Regions from separate parts of the Mus musculus genome. Here regions 1 and 3 are each linked to region 2. The links are chromatin contacts, called in public HiChIP or PLAC-seq maps. All regions are on one chromosome and are shown on one strand. The core of a region is the stretch at or near the end of the contact, and the rest is flanking DNA. Distances in the headings are between cores, read along the strand shown. Region 1 overlaps Polr3b (polymerase (RNA) III (DNA directed) polypeptide B). Region 2 holds the start of Ric8b (RIC8 guanine nucleotide exchange factor B). Region 3 holds the start of Mterf2 (mitochondrial transcription termination factor 2).

Region 1 (3,979 bases), core at 1,363-3,862, 240 kb before region 2:
TATCTTAGTGGCTAGTTAAATATGCACTCAGTTCTGCAGAAATGATCAGATCGACTCACTTCATACTATCCAGCCTTTGAGTCAGAGCTCAGCAGCTGTGGCAAAGGAGATATTCTGCTGCTTTGGTTCACGTCTCTTTCTTCCTTCATGTGTACTCTGCTTTCTTCAAAGCCCCCAGAGGCTGGTGGCAATGTGCCCACCCTTCTTCTTTTAACTTGGTAGCCCTGTCCTGTCCGATGTGCTCTGGCCATCCCTTTCCCCCATTCAGAGAGTTCTAGCCCTTTTGTATACAGGCTGTGGTGGAAGGGTCTGCCTGAGCACGGCAGTCGGCTGCCTGCCCCCTCCGTGTTTCCCAGGGGGTTGATGGGGGCTGGCTCTTAGTCTGCATGCCACCTGCCTGTGCCAGTGTGAAGCTCCTGTCCTCATCACCATGCTGACAGTTGAGGACAGTCAGGGAGGGGAACACTTGGGGAATTCCTCAGTCAGTGCCCAGTGTGATAGCCACAGGCTTTAAGGCCCGCAGAGCGTCTTTGAGCATACTCTTGTGCTGCTTCCTAGAGCCCGTGAATAAGTTCTGGTGTTAACAACTTTTAAGTGACTATGCCCTGCTTCTCAGTGTTATTACTGGATGGATAATTTAAGGCAGATTATTTTTTGCGCCTGACTCACCTATCTCTTGTCTTTGTTAGGTAACATCCTTGGTGTCATTCGAGACCATAAAAAGCTTGTCAGCACATTCCGGCTGATGCGAAGAGCAGGCTATATCAATGAATTTGTTTCTATCTCCACAAACCTTACGGATCGCTGTGTTTATATTTCCTCTGATGGCGGGCGCTTGTGCAGGTGTGTTGCTGTAGAGACCTGGAGACTCTTTATGTGCACTTTGGAAGAAATGGCCTTGCCTCTAGTTTTAAAGCCTCTTTTTTGTCCTGAAGATAAATTTAATTCAGTTATCCTACAACTTAGAGAATAATGGGAGGTCTGAAAAACAATGGGAGATATTTTCTGTTCTCAGAGAGTTCAGACTGCCGGGAGAGGCGGAAACCATGACGAGTGGCAGCCAGCTGTTCTGGCTCGAGTGGACTCGAGTTGCTGTCTTGTTTTACTGGGTGTGTTGCATGTGTAAGACTATCATCTGAGTTATCTTCATCTTCATGAGGACCTTGGTGGTCTATGAGGCTGAGCCGAATGAGCAGAACTAGAGCACGGTAGAATTGGGCTTTTCCTGGTGGTCCTTAAATGTTACTTGGCTCCACCGATTGTGACCCACCTCTGTATTCTGCCCAGCTTTAAAGTCTTGACATCCTGACCCCTCTGCTTCCTGCAGTCATTCCTCACCCTCTTCCATAAGATTCCACGTACTCTGCATAATGTTTGGCTGTGGATCTTTGCATCTATTTCCATCAGCTGCTGGATCCGAGAGCTTACCCCTAATACTACCTAGAGGGCCAGGAACCAGAGAACCAGGATAGAATCAAACAGGATCAGCAATTAAGAAGGAGAGTGTTGGGGGTGGGGGGAGAAGCCAATGAAACCATCCCTAATGATATTCTTCTGTTATACTCATAGACAGAAGCCTAGGATACTCAGCCTTCTGGTCAATTCTTAGTGCTTCGAGTAAAGTACATTTTTGCTTAACTCAGTCAGAACTGGCTTCTCTTGTGATGTTGCTGAAAATAAGATGCCCACATTTGAGTCCTCACTGGCCACTTAGTGACTGTGTGATTCTAAGTATTCCTAAGTTTCTGAGGTTTGATTTCCTCGGCTGTGAATTATAAGTGGTAATGTCTCCCTAGGTAGGACTCTGCTAAGAATAGCAAGTAGGCTGTGGTAAGTACTTATGCAGAGCTGCTAACAAATAGCCCAGGCCAGGCATGGTGGCCTAAATCCTAGTCAGGCAGAGGCAGGTAGTGGGTCTATGAGTTCCTGGTCTCTGGTGAGATCTTGTCTTAAGTAGAGGAAGGACATGGGGTGAAACAGCATGGCCTTCTGAGGCAGGAGACGCACAGGCATGTTGTGAGCTGTTCCTGTTCAGAACGGTTTCATTTTACTTTATCCATACAATAAAACATGTTTTTTAAAGAGTAAGTTGTTTTTAGAAATAAATGTATAATAGCAGACCAGAGAGCTGGCTGGCATGGAATTTACTGCACAAGCTGCTTCTCTGGGTCCTGTTCTTGACTGGGAACCTTACCCCCGCCGTAAGCTCAGCAGTGGTCTGAGCTCCTGGGGTAGGCCGGGAGAGGGTCTCTGTTTCCTCACCAAAAGCAGGACTTCGGGGTCCTGCTGACTTCCTTGAAGAGCTCTCTCTGCTGCTGTCAGCAGCTCATGTCCCTTTTGTGAGTGTTTAGCTCCTCTTCTTGCCAGTTTCAAAGTGCTCATTAGCCTTCACATCGCTATTTGGGCTCCAGGATAGACACACAAGTGTCTGCTGGCTTCTCGCTCCCCTCTGTAAGAGCTGCTTATCCAAATAGCAACAGCCCTTGACATTTCCGTGCTGCATGCCATTCTTTTTGTGGCTAGTTTCTTGTGGTGGCAAAGCCCTCAGAGGCAAGTCACCTCTGACAGTTACAGGTTAATCTACCAGAGTGTTCCCTCCACCTCACCCCCATCAGTCATTACAAGTCACCAGTAAGGAAATGAAGCTGTGGTCTGTTCTCTATAAACATATAGCAAAGTGTAAGTCACCTGTTCATCTGTCTTGGTGATGTTAGTCATGTATGAAACCACCTCAGACACCTCGTTTCCACCGAACTCTCAAATCAGATGCTGTTACTGTCCACAGTGACAGGTTTCTGCCTGCCAGCTCCATAGGGATTACAGTAGTTCTGTGAGTGGGATATGTTCCAGGGTCTCCAGTGGATGTCTAAAATCACCAACAGTACTCAGTCTTGAATGTACCATTCTTTCATTCAGAAAACTGAGACTGCTACTAAATGACTAGCAAGCAAGCATCCTGTCAGTACTGTGTAGTGTGGATACCCTAAAGAAAAGGGGATCCCCTCCGAGGTAGAATGGAGTAGCGTGGAACAGGATTTCACCACCCTGCCCAGACGCATACATGATCTAAAACTTTTTAGACCACATATGGCCCCAAGGAACTAAAATCACCAAAGAACAAAACACCTTAATTCTGGGTAAAGGGAGACTGCTATAAACCACATATTCCCAATAGGAAGAGAAGAGAGGCTTCTGGGTAATCGCTGACACAGTTTACAAAATACAGCAGGAAGATTTTGTACCCTGTGGAGACTTTATTGACTGATTTTTGTGTTGCTTTTTTATTTAAATCCAAATGACTCTTAGGATAATTGGAGACAATTCTGTACAGTATATATATATATATATATATATATATATATATATATATATATATACTCACATGATCAGAGAGTGTGGTGGAGAGAAAAAGACCCTACATTTTCATGCAGAAAAAACTACTGTATGTCGTCAAGCAACCAGAGCAAGCTGTGTGTCTCCCCTCTCGTTCCATGGTGACAGGTAGAACTGGCTGATGTCATTCTTCTATAAGTTACTCTTCTCCCTTTCTAGGCCTTACATAATTGTTAAGAAACAAAAGCCAGCTGTCACAAATAAGCACATGGAAGAGTTGGCTCAAGGCTACAGGTAAGTGACCGAAGGTAGGAATCATTCGTTTCTTTAAATATGTGCCTACATGCTTTAGTCAGCTGTAGCATTCTTTGACGTGTACTGTTAGGAAAGTGTATTTTAATCTCTAGTCTATTCATTCCTCTCTACCAAGTTTACCAGCAGCCAGTTATAAATCATTGCCCATGCAGCGCCTGCATGTGATGAAGTGCTCACCAACCCCAGTCATGAGGAGTACAGAGCCTTGGTGTAATTAGTGTCCACTAGATACTTCCACCAAGAAAAGCCCCTGTAGACACACTGCTAATGTGGACACTGATTCCTCTTACCAGTTTCTGAAGTCAGTATTTTTACAAGCGGGGCCCAGGTT
Region 2 (3,923 bases), core at 101-2,600:
CCACAAGAACAGACCACCCAGTAAGGTTGGGACTTGTTTTGGGAGCCACTGTATCCACACTGTATTGGATAATGCCCAGCAATGCACAAATTCTCAAATATTTAATTTTTTGAGATGTTGAGTGAACCCAGATGAAATGTAAGTGGCTGGCACAGAACTAACACTTGGAGAATATGTGCCTCCATCACCACTGACTCCATGGATACTCTGGTTGTGTGATATTTACATCTTTGGGAACGACCTGGATTCAAATCTCAACTTTCTCAATTACTAAGTGCAGAGCTAATTTCCCTGGGTTCAAATCCCAGGTATGCCTCATTAATTCTGAGCTTCAATTTCTTCATCTGGAAAATAGAAATAAAATATATATGTATATATGTACATACACACACACACACATATACATACATATAATATAAAATTATATATACATAATCTAATAATCTATCTCCAAATAATATCTATATAGATATATAGATCTCTCCAAATTTCTTTATCTGTTGTGATTCCTTAGGGTTCCACAAAGAACTGTGTTCAATTTCCCATGTTGCTGTAGCCTAGTGCATAACAGGACTGCAACCGGGTGAGGAGGGTGAGCATTCCAGAGACGGAAACCGCTAACTGAGCATAGAGGGAACTCAACCTGGCGCTGACAGCCACTACCAAGGGTCGGCCGTTTCGCCATCGTCAGTAAGTCCAACCAGCCGCGTCTAAGTGCAGGTCAGAAAAAAGAAAAAAATAAAAACCAAAAAAAAAAAAAAAAAAACCCAAAAACAAAAAACCCAGTTAAACCCCAGTTTAGACCCTCCCACCAACGAAGGGTCCCTCCGCCTCTGGCCTCCAGCGGTCGCAGGATTCTGGTTTCCGGCCTTTAGGGAACTACATTTTCCAGCATGCCCTCTGGAAAGAGGGAAGTCTTTTGCACTGGATGACTACCAATTCCGGCATGCTATTCAGTTCACTAATAACTCAGATGACAGCGTGGGATGAGCCCATTGCATGTCGGGAATTGTAGTGTAGAAGCGGTAGGCTCGCAGATGGGCGGGGAACAGCCCGCCAGTTCTCGTCCGCTATGGGGGAATGATTCATAGAGTGTTAGGAGAGACAGTTCTGCTCGTGGAAGCCCGCTGCGAAGCCCAACTCTTCCCCAAGGCTGGCAGACCTAGGGGAGTAGGCAGGGCCTGGGCCTGACTCAGTCTCTGGTGGCTCCTCAGGCCTCCACCAAGCCCCGGGCCTTGTCAGGGGAGGCCTCCGGGCGCCGGTTGCTGGGGGAGCGGTGACGTCGCGGGGTGAAAGTTGAGGGGCGGTGACGTAGGGCCTGCCCGGGCGGAGGCTGGCGGGTTGGAGGCTGGAGGGAGGGAGGGAAGGAGGGAAGGAAGGAAGCTGGGAAGGAGCGAGGTAGCGGGGGCGCGAGGCGTTTACCTGGGAGGCAGCGGCTGGGGCGCGCACAGCGGCTGCGGCTCCCCCGCACCTGCGGCCATGGATGAAGAGCGCGCCCTCTACATCGTCCGGGCCGGCGAGGCGGGGGCTATCGAGCGGGTCCTGAGGGATTACAGCGACAAGGTAAAGAACTCTGGCCCCGGGCGTTCGCTGTCTTGTCCCCCCTCCCCCCGGGCCGCCTTCGGGGCTTGCACTTCGCATCCTCCCCATCCCCCTCATTCCGGGGATGCGCATTGCTCTCCCCCGAAAACGTTTCCGGCTTGGGCATGCGTGTTTGTGCCCCCAGCCTTTCCCACTCGTTCATCCTGCATCTACCCATTGCCTCCACTATAATGCCCACTCCGATTTCTGGCCCAGCAGCCTGTCCTGTGGTCTTCTTCCTAAACGTGCAAGGCACACCCCCAGAATCTGTAGATGCGCGGCTGCCCAGTGCCCCGTTCCTGGATGCATAAAATGCATGCGAGGCTTTCTCACCTGTATAGTGTGAAAATACATGCTTCTCTGCATAAACACGGCCCTTGTCATGCACAAAACATATCAGCAACGATGGCAGGTCTTTGTGTACCTGTACCATTGTATGGTTTACCAGGCATTGATGTCTTTTATGTGATCTCCTTTGATATCCTCCAAGTGCTTATAAAGTAGATGGTATCAACCTTCCCATTTCATAGATGAGGAAACCGAGGTGCAAAGAACTGAAATCACGCCCCAAGGTCATGGACATATGTTGCAAGTGGGTAGAAAATCCAACTCCTAATAATACCTGTTATTTGTATCGCATTAACAGCTTTTCTGTTCATTATCTCATTTAATCTTGACAGCAATCCTGTGAGGTATTATCTGTGTTTTGCAATGGAGCCTCCAGATGGGCTAAGTAACTAGCCCAAGGTCATTCCTGGGAGCCAGAGCCTTCCCACCTAGGTTTTCAAACTATCCATTCACTGGTCTTTTGCTACAGTGATCGGTATCTTATTATTAATACCACTTTCATCTCTGGAGGAGCTCTCTCTCCAAGTACCATTAGATCTTCCTTTTCCTTTCAGCAGTTTCTCATGTTTGCTTTAATAAGTAGCCTACCTAACACCTTTAGGCTGTTTGGGAGACTTGTATGACTCTCTTCTCTGAAGACCCATCCATCACCAAGTTACACCATATACCTAACAGGTACCTTACTGTTCCTTTCCCCTGCCTATTTATCAGCCCTCTCTGAAAGAAACATGGCTGTATGCCCCTGTGGACCTTCTCTTCTGTGCCTACTACTCCGCTCTCATATATTTTGTATCAGTGAACTGCCTGTATGCCCATTTCTGCGCTTAGTAGAAAATACCTCCAGAAGAGACATACTTCTTGTTTTAAAAGAACCTTCATACCCACTTAATCTTCCCAGCAATCTAGTGAGGACAGTGAGGAGGATATTCCTCATTTCACAGAGAGTAACACTCAGGATAATAATGTCTTCCCAAAGTCACATACCCAATGAAAAATAAGACTGAGAGTTGAGTCTAGCTCTCCAACTCTAAGTCTAGTGCCTTTTTTTTGCTGTGATACATTCTTAGGTAGAATGCACGGACTGTACTCTAGTCATGTCTTAGCCCCTTCACCTGATAGGCTTTAGTGTTGATCATATCTGCCTAATTTAGGAGAAACTCATTTAATGCGTAGGTGTACATACTGCGTATATTGTATTATTTTTAACTTGATTTATTATTGCTTTCCAGAGAAGATATGGGGGAGCTTCAAGCTGATTTACAAAGAGAAGTATAATAGTTTGGCTATTGTGTTGAATGAACTTCTATTAACTGTTAATGTTTTTTTTAGCACTTACTATATGCCAGCTAGCTAACAATGATAGGAACCTTTTTTCCACAAGCCAGGGAGGAGGGAAAACCTACACTGGGATCTGAGTCCACTCTGCGCTCCGTTGTAGCTGAACAAATTAGGTCCCCTTTTTATTTGTTTCCTCCAATTTATCCCTTCCTCTCCCTGTTATTCCTTCAGGTTGGTTTCTTATCACTCATGGCTACGTCCTGTCAGAGCTTGGCTTCCCCTTTTCATATTGGAAATGTTTTCAGCGTTCTTAGGATCATCTTCTGTTGTTAAGGCAATGTCTTGAAAGGCTTCAGAGGATTCCTAGACACCTTTTTTTTTTTTTTTTTTTTTGGCCAAGCCAAGCCTGAGACTGTGCCGACTTGGTGTAGCTGGGAGCAGTTTCTGTGTCAGGAGAAAGCACTCATGTTTACTATCGGTTATAGTAGGAACCGTGCAGTAGGGCTTGGAGCACAAGAGTGCTGGGCCTCATGTTGCAATGCAGCACTGCCCCTCAAAGGGAGAACCGGATGGCATGACTAGGAAGGGGCTCTTTGCGTCCGTGGTCAGGCAGGAAGAGTAGAAGTAAACTGTCCAGATTCATGGTGTATGGGGTCTGAAACCCCCCAAAAGTAGATGGATAGCAGCCCTTCAGATTTCTTCTCTGGAAAAATGGC
Region 3 (4,029 bases), core at 789-3,288, 210 kb after region 2:
TTCTTGCTCTCCCCACCACTCCCCTCTGGCCACCCCTTCTCTGTCTCCTCTACAGGTGCATCTTTAGGCTTGGTAGCCTGAAATTCCAGCACTAGGAAGGCTGACGCATAAGTTTTAGGTCAGCCTGGTCTACCTAGAGTATTTTTAAGCCAGTTTGGACTGTAAAGTAACAACTTGTTTAAAAAAAAAAAAAACCCAAAATATTATAATTAAAGAAATGAGAGAGACCATGAATTTGAGAGAGAATAATGGAGTGTGTGTGTACTTGGGAAGTGTAAATGATGTAATTGTATTTTAATTAAAAGCATTAGAAATGAATGAGTTTTTCTAGTGAAAAACAAACAAATGTACAAACAAATAAATATGCTTTCCTTCTTACCTTATAGTCTCTCCTGAGCGATTTTGTCCTTCTCCAGGGCTTCAGTCAGTCCATTTAGGACTCCTCTGTAGCTTCTAAAATGTGATTCTGTCACCTCTCTGCAATAGACCTCAGTGGCACTTTAGGACAGACATACAATAATTTGTAGAAAAGACTTTCTGCCACCTGAATTCCCATCTCCCTTCCTCACAAACCAGTCACTTCTCAGTCCCGGCGGACTCTGTTCCCACTACATAGTCTCCAAAGACTGTGCTTTTGTCAATCAACTCTCAGAAGTAAGCGTCACTTTCTTAAGGAAATGCCTCTGATGTTTCAGAATAGATGAAGCCCCATGTCCCCTTTAAGGGTGTTTACGGCACCATGGACTGCAATGCTCCACCTGGGATGGCTGTGACCCCTCACGTTTCTGCTTCACTATCCCACACAACCCACTTTGCAGCACCGTGTTCTAATGAACTGTCTCCCTGCCCTTCATGGGCTGCCATCACTGACTCTGGGAAAGAGAGGGGCAGGCAGTTCCCGGTGTGTTTTTTTACTTTATAGTAATATTTATCAATTGTCCATTCAACTTGTAGGGTTTTTTTGTTTGTTTTTTTGTTTGTTTGTTTGTTTTAAGCTCAGGCTGCTGTCAGGATGGTAGGCACTAGCTCTCCTGGCCAAACATTTCATATTTCTGTTGGGATCACAGACCATCTGAGAACTTGAGAGTTACAGACTTTACAAAAAAAAAATAAGGAAGGCCCACACCTTTTTCACTTCAGAAATGGCGTTAGCAAGAACTATGAGCAGCCCATAGTGACTGTGTATGCAGGGGAGAGCCGAGACTGAATACTGTTATTTCCTGTAATGAGCAAACAAAGAACACGATGCACAAGGCAATAACAGCAAATTAACAAATCAGGCTATGAAACAATGCAGAGGGCAAAAGTGAGTTACTTTAGCGCAGCTACACTGCCTTGGAATTAATCTCCAATTAGCTGTGACTTTTTAGGAAGTAATATCACCTTTCTGTGTGGGCAGTGTGGGCATCAGGAACATGGGGACGCTATTCCTTGGTGAAAGATCATGTTAAACGAGTTAATAGTAGTTCAGAGTATTAAAAAACAAAACAAAGCCCTCACATCTACTCCTCATTAAACCATAGTTCCCCTTAAAGATGAGGCCAGGATGCAGGTGTAGCTTGCCCAAGGCTGCCCACCTAAGAATGGCAGTCCTCTTAGCCTTGTGTCCTATGTACAATGATGCTCTTGCTAAAAAGGTCACATAGTCTGCTCTCTTATGCAATCCTCTCAAGCAATCCTGAGGTGAGAAATACATTTTTATAATTAAAACAGTCCTCTCAATAAAACCAATTAAGTTCTGATCTGACAGTTTCAAGTGAATTCCAATTTGTAGGCAAAGAACCACAAAGTTGGTCAGAGGAAGGGCCCTGCCAGGACCGCTACCGTGGCCTCTTATTTACGTGTGCAGCCTCCTTTTTTCAGTGCTCCGAGGTGGAGTGCCTGTGTGGACGTTCTCGGTGGGCAGCTGCTAACCCTGACCCCGGTAGGCAGGCTTGAGGCTCAGCCAGAGCTGGAGAAATAGGGTGGCTTACCTGTGGGCAGCAGTCCAAGCACAGCGGAGAGACCTTGGGCGTTGAGCTAAGTTCCCACCCTGTTCCGCAGGCCTCTCCACTCAGGAAACAGATCCTAGGTAACTGGCAGGGCTTCGCCTTGGCTGGTAACCAATCAGAGCTCGAGAAACTGATGTGCAGGAAGTCACGCCTCCATCCCGAGCGTAGCCAATTAGAACACTGTGTACAGGCTCCCGTGGGAATAAGTGAGCCACACTACAGGGTCTATTGCCACCAGTGCCACCTGGCGCTTCTGTCTCAGCAAACTCTGGTGGTTCAGTCTCTTTGTCCCTTAGAGAACGTTACAACTCGTTGAGAGAAAGAGGCAGGGAGGAGGGGCAGATCAGAACCTGTTGTCTGTAATGTGGAGCCATTCAGAATTCTCAAGTTTAAAACTTTGAAACCTGACCTGTCCAAACAAAACAAACCCCTCACATCTGCGGTAAACACCAGGTCTGATTCCCTAAATGCCATTCATCCTTTTTACCCCTAGATGACTTTGCCCAAATACTGCTAAACTGCCTTTTGCTTTACATTCTAAGTTATTCGTGATGCCCACACTCATAAACCAGCCAACCAAAAGCCAGAATCTTTTTCATCCATCCTTCAGATAAATATTTACAGGCTGCCGCCTCAGCACCAAGCATGCGGAACTGCAGCGCTAGGACCTTGGACAGGGCAACAGGAACTGAAACACATTAACGTGGTAACCACAATGAGAGTGAAGTGCTACCCAGGAAAGAGTCCCCTGTGCCCACCCTGTGCTGTATGCAGTTAGAGCAAGGAAAATGGTGTTTCCTAGGCTGATAGCCCGCCTCGTTACCTTTCTAAGGGTCTCTCACTCAGGTTGACACCTCCCCTTCATGTGGAGTGGAGGCTCCTGATTATGTCCTTAGCTAAGAACAATGCTTGATCCACAGTTAAGAACTCCAGAATGTTAATCATATCTGAAAACAGCCGTGTGGTTTACACTTTGTGGGCTTTAGAGGAACAGAGTCCTGACTCCTAAAGATCAGTTCTGATCCTCAGGCTACTCCGGAATTAACTGAGCAGCTACTACCTAGATGAGTAGGTGATCTATGTCCAATAACCCTTCTTAGCACATCAACACTCTATTCATGGATTTTACTGCACACTTTCTTACAAAAATTTGGGATTCATGGTTAAGATGTGCTATCCTCACTTGGGAAAAGGAAACTACAGTCAAGTATAGAAAAGGAATAAGTGGTCACATCGCAGCATGGGGAAGGATTAGACAAAGACAGCCTGGAATTACACAGTAATCTAGGCCAGTTTTGTTTAGTTTCAGGCACTGTCTCAAAAGCCAACCCACACCCCCCATCAGACAATTGAAAAAAAAAGGGGGGGAAGAAAGAAAGTTATAGGTGTTAAAGTCAAGACTTGGAATTGCATGCTGTGCAATCACTTGTTAGGAGAGGGACGCAGAACTGAGAATCATGGTGTGGGAAGCTTGCACCAAGGCTCCACACAACCTGTGCACTGTGATCAAAAGTAGCTGCTAACTCAGCCACACTGACTGTGGCCAGTGACTGGGCTCAGACTTTGCCATCTTCTTACAGTGCGTTTCTAGGGCCTGACACTCAGAAAAAACCTTAGGAGGAACAGGTGATGAGACTACTACTATGTATATTTTCCTAAAGAAAACTACAAAAATCAAACAATTCTGAAGTCTCTATAAGAAATAAAGTTATACTGGGTATAGTGGTTTGAATGAGAATGGTCCCCACAGGCTTGTTTGAATACTTGGGCCCCAGCTGGTGGAGCTGTTTGGGAAGGATGAAGAGGCGTGGCCTTGTTGCAGGAGATGCTTTGAGGTTCTTGCCATTCCTGGGCTCCCTCTTGAGTCTCTCAGTTATGGACTGAGGTGTGAGAACTCAGGTGTTCCGTGCTCTGTGATCATGAACTCTGTCTGAAATACCCACATTAAATTCTTTTATAAGCTGCACTGATGCTTTATCACAGTAACAGAAAAGTAACTAAACAATGGTTATCATTCTTGTACATGTAAAAGTCACTG

The links. HiChIP or PLAC-seq counts read pairs in DNA pulled down with a chosen protein or histone mark.
Region 1: a contact with region 2 is called in an H3K4me3 HiChIP or PLAC-seq map of bone marrow-derived macrophages, with 6 times the contacts expected there. The contact joins the enhancer-like site here to the promoter of Ric8b in region 2. A contact is called at or near these places in 3 of 39 promoter capture datasets (the C10 cell line, cranial neural crest and macrophages), 6 of 115 datasets of contacts at active chromatin or transcription factors (the 230-238 cell line, bone marrow-derived macrophages, double positive thymocytes and 2 more) and 1 of 9 other capture datasets (embryonic stem cells).
Region 3: an H3K4me3 HiChIP or PLAC-seq map of intestinal villus epithelium shows a contact between it and region 2, with 7 read pairs. The contact joins the promoter of Mterf2 here to the promoter of Ric8b in region 2. A contact is called at or near these places in 1 of 39 promoter capture datasets (pre-B cells), 2 of 484 Hi-C or Micro-C datasets (CD4 T cells and muscle stem cells), 2 of 115 datasets of contacts at active chromatin or transcription factors (intestinal villus epithelium and memory CD8 T cells) and 3 of 9 other capture datasets (adipose tissue, liver and pancreatic islet).

What each region holds. Positions count from the first base shown.
Region 1 is chr10:84,676,194-84,680,172 of GRCm38.p6, forward strand. Polr3b (polymerase (RNA) III (DNA directed) polypeptide B) reads left to right here. Exons shown (of 28, transcript NM_027423.2): 16 at 690-843; 17 at 3,553-3,627. Among named protein-coding and RNA genes, the nearest start is that of Gm17249, 56 kb to the left of the region's middle. Within about 2 kb of position 2,613, at least 17 of the 459 cell types and tissues checked have an H3K27ac peak or open chromatin away from gene starts, as enhancers often do. A contact at or near this core is called in memory CD8 T cells, where this site is marked.
Region 2 is chr10:84,916,263-84,920,185 of GRCm38.p6, forward strand. It overlaps Ric8b (RIC8 guanine nucleotide exchange factor B), which reads left to right and starts at 1,351. Exons shown (of 10, transcript NM_183172.2): 1 at 1,351-1,563. The coding sequence starts at 1,480.
Region 3 is chr10:85,125,989-85,130,017 of GRCm38.p6, forward strand. It overlaps Mterf2 (mitochondrial transcription termination factor 2), which reads right to left and starts at 2,039. Exons shown (of 3, transcript NM_028832.3): 1 at 1,974-2,039; 2 at 380-498.